Linked DNA regions of Sus scrofa: region 1 is linked to region 2. A link is a contact called in public Hi-C data. All regions are on one chromosome and are shown on one strand. The core of a region is the stretch at or near the end of the contact, and the rest is flanking DNA. Distances in the headings are between cores, read along the strand shown. Region 1 holds the start of LOC102160593 (a long non-coding RNA gene). Region 2 overlaps DSC2 (desmocollin-2).

What was found. A called contact is a pair of places that touch in the nucleus more often than the background predicts.
Region 1: a Hi-C map of fetal heart ventricle shows a contact between it and region 2, with 4 times the contacts expected there. The contact joins two enhancer-like sites. A contact is called at or near these places in 3 of 47 Hi-C or Micro-C datasets (epiblast stem cells, fetal heart ventricle and heart right ventricle).

The regions. Positions count from the first base shown.
Region 1 is chr6:115,161,312-115,166,793 of Sscrofa11.1, forward strand. It overlaps LOC102160593 (a long non-coding RNA gene), which reads left to right and starts at 998. Exons shown (of 4, transcript XR_304089.2): 1 at 998-1,738. Within about 2 kb of position 4,135, at least 2 of the 83 cell types and tissues checked have an H3K27ac peak or open chromatin away from gene starts, as enhancers often do.
Region 2 is chr6:115,008,607-115,014,406 of Sscrofa11.1, forward strand. DSC2 (desmocollin-2) reads right to left here. Exons shown (of 17, transcript XM_021096210.1): 2 at 4,216-4,300; 3 at 2,690-2,889; 4 at 1,270-1,389. Among named protein-coding and RNA genes, the nearest start is that of DSC2, 9.8 kb to the right of the region's middle. Within about 2 kb of position 2,250, at least 2 of the 83 cell types and tissues checked have an H3K27ac peak or open chromatin away from gene starts, as enhancers often do.

The DNA.
Region 1 (5,482 bases), core at 2,885-5,384, 150 kb after region 2:
GATTTACATGCTGAGTGATATAATTGATTTTTCCCAAAGTGTGTTGTGCCAAATTGCTATGTCATTGATGGATAGGCCAAAGATTCCATGGTTTTATTCACAGTGGAAGAGCAATCATTGGGGGGCTAGTTTCAGTAGATGTGTTTTATTGTTCTTACTAGATAATAAATTCTCGGTGACAAGAACAGGGTTGTACTTTCTGTATGAGGTGACTGACACATTGACAATCAATCAATACAATTTGGGAGAATGTATTTGAGTCCATATCCACTGGAAAGTAACCAACACCGAGAAAAGAGGAGGTACAAGAAGATCCAGTTTTTAATCTAGATTCATTCATTCCTGGTTTTGAAAAGTCTTAAATCACTGAAATTAGTGGGTCTCAATGATTTAACACATAAAGAATAAGATGGATAAAAGTGTTCTCTGAAGTTATTTTCATTTATTCGGGAGTGTTTACCTAGTGCAACCTGAAAGAGAATGTTTCTGCTCTCATGGAATATATACGATGGGTGAATAGGAGAGATAAACAAGTGAAAAATGGATGACGTCTTACAGTAGTAACTGCTATGCAGACAGGACCATGGGCAAAAGAAATACAGTTTCCTAAGATGTCCTGGGTTTTTTTATTTTGTCTTTAATTTCTCCTTTTTCTCCGAATAGAAATCAGCAGAATTTCTTGAAAGGAGGACTTGGTTATTTGAATCAACTCTAGAGTGATTTACAAACATAGGTATTAGAGTTCCCTTTGTGGCTCATTGGGTTAAGAACTTAATGTCCATGAGGATGCAGGTTCGATCCCTGAACTCATTCAGTGGGATAAGAATTCAGCGTCGCCGTGAACTGTGGTGTAGGTTACAGACACTGCTTGGATCCGGCATGGCTGTGGCTAAGGTGTAGACCAATAGCTGCAACTCCAATTCTACCCCTAGCCCAGAAACTTCCGTAAGCCACAGGTGTGGCCCTAAAAAAGAAAAAAAGAAAAAACCAAAACAACACAACAAAACAAATGCAGGTTTTAAATGTTCCAGGGGAGACTGTGGCAGATACCGAGGATATAGAACCATGGCCCTAAAACCTCTAGTGTCTTCATAGAGTCTCTGTAGACATGCTGGTATCTGCCGGGGACAGTGGACAATCATGTACATATCTATAATTCATATTTTAGTTGTGTCTAAGGATGAGCTTCTGTAAGCCATGCATTTTGAAAACCACTCAAAGTTTTCCTCACTGTGACTTCCTCACTGTCCTTAGCCGGTAAGGTTAAGGACTGAGTTGACTTCTAAAATACCTGCCTACACTGACTTGAATTCACTTAATAAATCTGAAGAATTAAAACTCATTGACTCAGATAACTCACTTCCGGTAGAATCTGGCAAATGAGAACTAGATTTGGCCTGTGATCTCAGAGGAGTATGAATACCACACACTGGTCAAACCTCCTTATTTAAACTTGGCACAAAAAGCACAGACAGGAATGGCAGATGGGATCATTTGTTATCTTTGGCACTGTTCATCTGCCCAATGATGGCGGGACAGGGGAAATCCCACAAAACAGAGCCAGTGCTGCAATCACCTGACCACGGGGCAGAAGGAGGTGAGCTCACACTTTCCCTGAGTGGTGAGCTACAAGCAGGTTTCCTGGCTTGTTCCTTGGTTCTCTCCTCACATCAAAGAGACTGACCATGCAGAGCAGGTGTTTTTAGGGGACAAAACAGCCCTCCAAGAAAGCCAAAAGGTAAGGTGAATGTATTTCCAACTTAAACGTATATTTTTACACTATCAGCACACTAAATTTGCCATTTAGCAGAAAAGTCCCTTTTCTTCTCTTTCCTACATTTTTCTTGGCCTTTGAGGAATGTGGAAAGATACCCTTGAAAACAAAATACAACAAACAAACAAAATGAAGCAAAAAAAACAAAAACAAAAACAAAACAAAACTCCATTTGCCCCAGGAAGGAATCTGAAGATAAGCATTTGAGATGGCGATTTGCCAACCCTGAATCTGGTTAAGTCGTAGTAACATGGCAACGTTCTCCAATTCTTAGAGGTTTTGTGAGGGTTAAACAAGAAATAATTTGGATAGGAAAATGCCCATAAGAGTCAAAGAACTTTGCAATTAGGCATAAATAGCCACTGGCCTTTTTTCTTGCTTATGGTACGTGGGACACTTATCAGAATGTGAACACAGGATCAGGCTAAAAATAGTTTACTGGAAGTCAGAAGCCAGGTTTTAGAGATATGAGTGTTAGAAAAGAACTGGAAACTAAGGTGATCAGACTAACATTCCTGGGGCCATTCCAGTTAAGAAATGATATCCTAAGCCTCATGGTCTTAGCTAGCTTTTGACTAATCTTGTGGCTGAAGCAATATGGCAGGACTGAGAGCAATAGAAAGTGGAAAAAACAGACTCAGGAACCATATTTCTTTCTTTCTTTCTTTCCTTTTGTCTTTTTAGGGCCACACCTACAGCATATGGAAGTTTCCAGGCCAGGGGTTGAATAGGAGCTGTCACTGCTGGCCTATGGCCACAGCAACACCAGATCCAAGACCTGTCTGTGACCTATACCACAGCTCACATCAACGTCGGATCCTTAACCCACTGAGAAAGGCCAGGGATCGAACCTGTGTCCTCATGGATATTAGAGTCATTTCCACTGAGCCATGACTGGGAACTCCAGGAACCATATTTCTGAAGACTAGCACCAAATGCAATCTGCCAAGCAGCTGTATAATCTGTAAAGGTCTGGGATGCAATAATACATGAAGAAAATAATCACAAGAAAGTGAAACATTTAGAGTAATGATCGATCTCACAGTAGAGTCTTGGACACTGATGAAATCTCAAATCTTTCATCCCTTGCACTCATGATTGACTTGTCTTTTAGGATGCAGTTTCTTAAACTGGAAAGGAAACTGCTGAATCTGACATTGTATTTTGTCGAACAATGACAGATTTCACCAGCAGAGTCTAGAACACTCCCTTCTTTAATTTGTTCTACCTGATCAAGCACTGCATTTTCTTCAGCCTTTAGTTAAAAGAATGTTGAAACTGCAAACTCCCCAAAGACATGTTTAGAATGAAATGAACTACAGGCTAATTGGTAATGGATTGAATAAAAGCCAAAACAGGAGCTCATCTCAAGCAAGTTTTTAAAAGGAGTCCACGTGTAGAGAGAGAGAAAAAAGTAAACACAAACAAAAATTGGCTTCGGCCCTTTATGGTTATTGATAAAACCTCCTAAAAAGTTGCTAGAAGCTACTTGAAAAAGTATAAACATTATTTTATTTTATACGAAATGTCTGAAGACCCACTAGAAATTGGCCTAGGAGGGAGAAAACAGGAAGTAGGAGAGTAACATGGCAACTGGGAAAAAGATGGCTCAGCTTGGGTAAATTTTGGTGATAGCTGTGTCTCAGGGAAATTAGCAGATTAGACAATCAGCTGCTGTAATCTGTCTAGAAAGCAGGAAGATCTTGACTATAGTTGTCAGAGGCAAAGGCAGCAGGCATTAGAAGATGAGAGGTGCCTGTTAGCCCAGGAGGTTAGCTGAGATTTTTCTCCAATACTTTACGTGTTCAAGGAAAACAGGAAGACTACTCACAGGAATGAGGCTTGCCTGACAGCCCCAGAAAGGAAGAGCCAGAAGATTATGCGAAAGAAATAAGTCTTGTAGACTAAATTCTATAGAAATTATGATTCTTTGTATTCATAATTATACATCAAATTTGCAGTTCATTAGGATTTGAAGTATATCTTTGTGGACTCGTGCTTGCTCTGTATGCCTCAAGGGGTAAAGAGAATGAGAGTTCAGCCACTTAGAAATATTCCATGAGGAGTTCCCGTCGTGGCGCAGTGGTTAACGAATCCGACTAGGAACCATGAGGTTGTGGGTTCAATCCCTGCCCTTGCTCAGTGGGTTAACGATCTGGCGTTGCCGTGAGCTGTGGTGTAGGTTGCAGACGTGGCTCGGATCCCGAGTTGCTTTGGCTCTGGCGTACGCTGGCAGCGACAGCTCCGATTAGACCCCTAGCCTGGGAAACTCCATATGCCGCCGGAGCGGCCCAAGAAATAGCAAAAAAAGACAAAAAAATAAAAAAATAAAAAAATTAAAAAAAAATAGAAATATTCCATGAAATTAACTCAGAAAACACACAGAATATGGAATTAAGGGAGGTGCTATCACAGCATTGACGAAACATGTCATTATCCTTCTTTTGAGAGAGAGCTCTATTCTAAATTAATCATTAATTTAGCCACCTTTAAGATAAGTCAACTGAGGAACACTTCTTAGTTTTTCTCTCTTGCTCATGATAGAAAAAAAGTTCTAAGAAATTAGCCTGTGTGCCGAAGACTATTAAGTTTTGAACAGCCCAGGCACTGGTAAAGCTAAGGCCACAGGTCAGAGCTGCCAACTACCACTTAAGTATTAATACCACCTCTCGTCCTCTGTGAAGTGTTAATGGATTCAGTCCAGCCCCTAGCAGACATCTGTCTACATCACACATAGCATAAATTTAAATTGGCAGTGTCAGCAGGGAAAATAAGATTTGATGGGGGTGGAGACAAACCAACCCTTCAGGTGAGAGGTGACCTCACGTACAAGGTAGAGGTAGTCTCTTTACCATAAACTCTGAGAAACTAAACAGTTTAAATGCCTTTCTCACTGCTTCTTGCCCATAAAAAGCAAGTACAACAAATTATGCCCCCAGACTTCCTGTGATAAGATACACACCAAATCCTATGAACATTTGTAGCTATTGTGTAATCGGGGTGATTACTTCTGTTTTACTCAGTTAAAACTCATTTATTCTCTTAATGGCATGAGGTAAGTGGGAATGTGTAGGTGCCAGCTATTGTTATTATTTTCCACGTTTTAAACAGAGATATTTGATACTCATCTCTGCTAAAGAAAATATGCAAAATCAAAATAGTAACCTGGTTAGCACTTAATATATGCTAAACATTCTCTTGCAATAGGACTGATGCATTATAAATGAACAGCAGCTCCTTAAAAATGTTAACTGAAACCTCCAACAGCAGGTCAGTTCCTACAAAGGATTTTTTTTTTTTTTTCCATTTCTTGGGGCACTGCCATGGCATATAGAGGTTCCTAGGCCAGGGGTCTAATCGGAGCTGTAGCCACCGGCCTACACCAGAGCCACAGCAACACAAGTTCCAAGCCATGTCTGCAACCCACACCACAGCTCATGGCAACGCCGGATCCTTAACCCACTGAGCAAGGCCAGGGATCGAACCCACTACCTCATGGTTCCTAGTCGGATTCGTTAACCACTGAGCCACAATGGGAACTCTGCTACAACGGACTCTAATGGCTTTATTTCTCTTTCAAATCATGTCATCTAAGAGAGAAGCACTCTAGCTAACACTCATAGTAACAACAATAATAGTTGTACCAGTGTGTCTCTTGTACCTTATTTCATTTTAGCTTTCTCTCAGACACTGTCATCAGTGGTATAG
Region 2 (5,800 bases), core at 1,000-3,499:
TACACCACAGCTCATGGCGATGCTGCATTGTTTAACCCACTGAGCGAGGCCAGGGATCGAACCCACACCCTCATGGACACTGGTCAGGTTCACCATCTCTGAGCCACGACAGGAACTCCATGATTTCTTTCTCAACTTTAATACACTCCTTTCTCAGCTTCACTGCATTTGTTGGTGGGGTATAAATGAAGAGCCTCTCTCTCCAGTGTAATAATTGGAGAAGAAACCCAAGGCCTAGACTGAATGGTAGTGACGACTCAGAGTGGAAGAGGGCAAGACTGGCGGGGGGGGGGGGGGGTCCCACTAAAAGTTAAAAAGGGGAGAGAAAATGTGGATCCAGTATGATTTAACCAAGGATTTGGGAAGAAGCCATGGAAAGCTGTGCCTATCCTCTTTTCATTATGGAAGATACTTTGGGGTTTTCCAGACTATGCCCAGGCTCTCTGACACCCTTGTTGAGATAAAAATTCATTAAGGAAGCATGTGTTTGAGCATGCTATACGGGCTTACAGTTTTATAAGTGGCCTTTGTATGACTAATACTACAAAAAAATAAATAAATAAATAAGTACATGCAGATACAGAGATGTCTTTATACCACACATTGAAATATATGATAGACATACTCATTCACTCATATATTCACACACACGCTTTTTGCTTTTTAGGGCTGCACCCATGGCATATGGAGGTTCCTAGGCTAGGGGTCGAATCGGAGCTATAGCTGCCGGCCTACACCACAGTCATAGCAACTTGGGATCCAAGCCGCATCTGTGACCTATACCACAGCTCATGGCAACACTGGATCCTTAACCCACTGAGCAAGGCCTCAACCTCATGGTTACTCGTTGGATTTGTTTCCGCTGCACCACAATAGGAACTCCACACACACACATTTTTTAAAATAACTGCATACTCATTGTACAAAATTTTTTTGGTCTCTTTTCCTTTTCTTTTTTTTTTTGTCTTTTTAGGGCCACATCTGTGGCATATGGAAGTTCCCAGGCTAGGGGTCGAATCTGATCCGCAGCTGCCAACCTACACCACAGCCATAGCCACAGCACACCAGATCCAAGCTGCGTCTGTGACCTACACTGCAGCTCATAGCAACGCCAGATCCTTAACTCACTAAGCAAGGCCAGGGATTGAACCCGCATCCTCATGGATACTAGTCAGGTTCTTAACCTGCTGAGCCACAGCAGGCACTCCATAATTTTTTTTAAAAGATGGAAACCACAGACTTTCACAGTAGAAAGAAAGTAAATTGTACCTGTTGAAGAAAAAGTGGGAAAGGACCCAAGGAATTCTCAGGCACTGAACAAGGAATAGGAGCCCATCTTCTCTTGGCACGTCTTAGAACTTTTTCTTGAGAATGCCTTTGCTTTAGAATCTCGATTTAGAAAACAGAAAAAAAAAATAATGTAAAATCAATGACTGCTCTCTTCTCAAGCTTGAGAACTCTGACACATCTTTCTCCTCTCATGAGGATTAGCTGGGGAGACGTAAGACCATGGTGCTGCTTGAAAACCAAACAGAATTTCAATACTATGAAAAGGTAACAAAGAAATCCCTGTCCTAATTGTTATCACAGCAATCTTCTTGAGAAAATAGCTTGGTGGCAATATGGAAGAGAGAGAGAGATGGAGTTGGAAGCCTAGAAGCAAAACTGAAAACGAAAAAAAAAAATTACTGTTGCCACATTGCCATGCAAAAACATGAGAGGACAGATATGCAAAGAACGCAGTAAGTAGAGAGAGGCCCTTCTAAAATTAGCATAAGCGTCTTCCACTCACCAGCAACTAGGAAGAGTCAGGAGACCAACAGAGAGATCTGTGTCAGAAGGAGAGAAATACGATGACAACTCTCAAATAGCTGCCGTGAGTAATGGCCAGTGGTTGAATAGAAGTCATTTTGATCTTGGGGGTCACAACGTAATAAAGCATGTGTGAGGTCCAGACCTCAACCAGCAAAAGTCATCTATTTTCTTTTCTTTTCTTTTCTTTTTTTTTTTCTTTTTTAAAATATCGGCTGCTTTATTTCTTTCCTTCCAATTTGGATGATTTTATTTTTCTTGTCTAACTGAGTGGATCAGGGATCGAACCTGCAACCTCATGGATGCTAGACAGGTTCATTACCACTGAGCCACAATGGGAACTCCAAAAGTCATCTATTTTTTAAGACTAAAAATCATGCTAAGATACATGAGAGAGAGCTACTGCTGAAGGCCTCATGTATCTGAGCGTAATTAACCACGTGATGCTCCCACATCACTGCCAAGAGTCGGGCACCACCATAAGTCACAAACATGCCATGTGAGTTCTGAATAATTAAAAGCTACAAAGCCTACATTATATACAAATATTTTAAGCAATAATGTTTATTGTTTTGGAAACCTACTCCATAGGGAAGATAGAAAATTGCTTCTTTGTGTCTAATCCTCAAGTTCTCATGCTGTCCCATATCTCAATTTCTCCTTTTATGACCCCAAATAAAAAGAAATCACAACTTGTAATACTCTTAAGTTGAAAAACCCCTTTTCCATTTCAACACTGTTAACCTGCATCATGGTTTTCATTCCTCTTCAAGCTAAGCTATCCTGTAGCTTTTCTGATTTCACACCTTCCCTGGTCATGTGAGTTACATCTAAAGCAAACAGTTTGTTAATATCTCACTGTTATACTTTGGTATACCTTTGTTTGATGCTCTAAAAGGACAGGTATTGTCTTCTCTTCTTGGTTCTCTGTGTTGGAAAGTAATATGGTAAAAGTTCTCTTCTCTGAGGACAAAAGAATAGCATTTGTTGTATAGACGGAACCATCTTCTAAAATTTGGAAATCAGGATCGCTTGAATGAATTAGATTTGCAGATTTAAAGCACTCCTTCAGGTTAACTGTAGAAAATATACAGAGCAATCATTTGTAAGATAACACAATAGAGAGTTTTAGTAGTTATCTATGCACTTGGGAGGGGGAGTAAACAAAAACTTTAAATTAATTCCCAACAGTTGTAAATTTTGCATTTTTAAAAAGACATCTGAAACAATATGATTACTTAAGTTGTGCTTAATTAAACATATCCATCGCTTCTAATGCCTCTTTCCCACCCTTTTAAAGAAGAGACATTTGTTCTGAGATAAAGGCATGTGAACTGCCCATTCTGAATATTAAACTCACACCAAGAAAAACATTTTTTTCAATTAAACTGAAATTAGCTATAAGGCAACGCATGAGAACAGAATCTAGAGGTTAAAATTGGCAGTTATTAAATTATTACTAAACTCTTTGTATCTGGTGTTAAATAGTATCCTCACTGGTCTGATCTTTTCTCATACATTTGAGTTATGTAAAAAAAAAATAATCGATAAAAACAATATGTGGAAGTAAATGTCAGTAAGATCCCCTAATATTTTAGAATGGAAATCCAAAAACAAGACCTCAAGATATAGTTTTAATACTGTTTCTCTCAATTTCATAGACGTGTTACATACCATATACCATATCCTTCATCTAATGTAAATATTAGTAATTATTACTCAAATGAAACAATTTTAACTACTTTACATAATGTTTTTCAATAAAAATATTCTTTTTTTTTTTTTTTTGCCTTTTGTTGTTGTTGTTGTTATTGTTGTTGTTGTTGTTGTTGTTGTTGCTATTTCTTGGGCCGCTCCCTCGGCATATGGAGGTTCCCAGGCTAGGGGTTGAATCGGAGCTGTAGCCACCGGCCTACGCCAGAGCCACAGCAACGCGGGATCCGAGCCGCGTCTGCAACCTACACCACAGCTCACGGCAACGCCGGATCGTTAACCCACTGAGCAAGGGCAGGGACCGAACCCGCAACCTCATGGTTCCTAGTCGGATTTGTTAACCACTGCGCCACGATGGGAACTCTGTAAAACAATATTCTTTTCTTGGAATGACATTACGTATTTTTAAAGAATAGTGTACTATAATGTATTATATGTTTTAACTATTAGTTCCAGTATAGTCATCTGTCTAAAAATTATACTAAATTTCTTTGTTCTTTTTTTTTTTTCTCTTTAGCTGTTTGCCTAGCATGTATTTCCTGGGCCAGGGATCAAACCCGTGTCACAGCTGTAACCAGAGCCATAGCTATGCTAACACCAGATCCTTGACCTGCAGAGCCACCAGGCAACTCCAGATTTTATAAGATTAGGTCAAACTAGGATTTACTGCTTATTTTTGCAGTTTCTTACCTCTACCAATAAATTTTTCAGCATCCAGTTTAGAGGGAACATGTAGTGTCACCGTTTTGCAGGCATCACAGGCAAATGTTAAGATCTAAAAAAAAAAAAAAAAAAAAAAAAATTATGCATAAAAAGAGCCTTTGCATGTGTACATAGTTTATATAAATTGTGTAATTATAAATCAGTTTATATAATTAGCAAAATAAAATAAAGAGAATACACTGGATTAAGAATCGAGGGGAAAAAACAGCACAGAAGAGAAGGATAAAACAACATATTAAAAGCCATGGCTCCCTCCCTCACAAAGCATGTAAACTCAGAATTTCTTATCCTCTTGGACTTTGTTTCCTGGTCTGTAAAACGGAGTTAGTAATAACTTCACTAACTTAGTGGGGATATTGAGAAACCAGTGACACCTTTTGTGAAAAAGTGCTGGAAACTATTAGGAAGGCAGCACAGTTACGTAAAAGGAAAGAGAAATGAAAACAAAGTTAACGAGCCAGCAAATTGTTTCAATTAACTTTCTACCCCCTGTGAGTTTGGGTACCAAATCAAAAATATCCTAAACAAAGCCCAATGCTTTGAAAAAGAAACACGGACTCTCTGCCATGGACTGACTTGAAAAGTATTCATGTATGACCCTCACAAACAAGCACACAACTTTGAAATATGAGCTTATTTTGAAGGTGCCTCTTCTCAGTGAGAATTAAGGTCAGTGTGAAAAATATTTCACTTAAAAATTTTTAAATGATTTAGTGAATTATGGTGAACTAATTCTAATACAACATATATTTGAGCACACTGAAATGTAATTGTTCTCTCTGAAACTTTATATTGGATGCTTCTGAAAGATTCAGGTTTTTTTTCCCCTAGAGTTTTACAAAGGCTTTCAACAAAAAGCAAAATAGCCAACTAGCACTTACTCCATTATTTATTTATTTATTTATTTATTTATTTATTTATTTATTTATTTAGTCTTTTTAGGGCCAAATCCATGGCATAGGGAAGCTCCTAGGCCTGGAGTCAAATCGGAGCTGCAGCTGCCGACCTATGCCACAGCCACGCAGGATCCAAGCCACACCTGCAACCTATACCACACCTCATGGCAATGCCAGATCCTTTAACCCACTGAGAGAGGCCAGGGATTGAACCCATATCCTCATGGATAGTAGTCAGGTTTGTTACAGCTGAGCCACAATGGGAACTCCCTACATCATTGTTTAAAAGTCTAGAAATGTAAATTAAAATCATCAAAATGTGGGTGAAAATTTTCATTTCCAGTACACATTAGAGACCCTTTAAATTATCCAATTTGTAGTGTGTGAAGAATCAAGCAAAGCAGATTACATTTCACTAGGAACTTAAGAGATGGACATGAGGAAGAGACAGTACTTTAACTGGAAATAAAAAGATGAGAATTGTCACTGGCTGTGGAATTTATTCAACCACCTTTTTTTTTTTTTTTTTTTTGCTTTTTAGGGCTGCACCCGTGGCATATGGAGATTCCCAGGTTAGGGATCAAATTGGAGCTATAGCAGCTGGCCACAGCCACAGCAACGCCAGATCCGAGTTGCATCTGAGACCTACACCACAG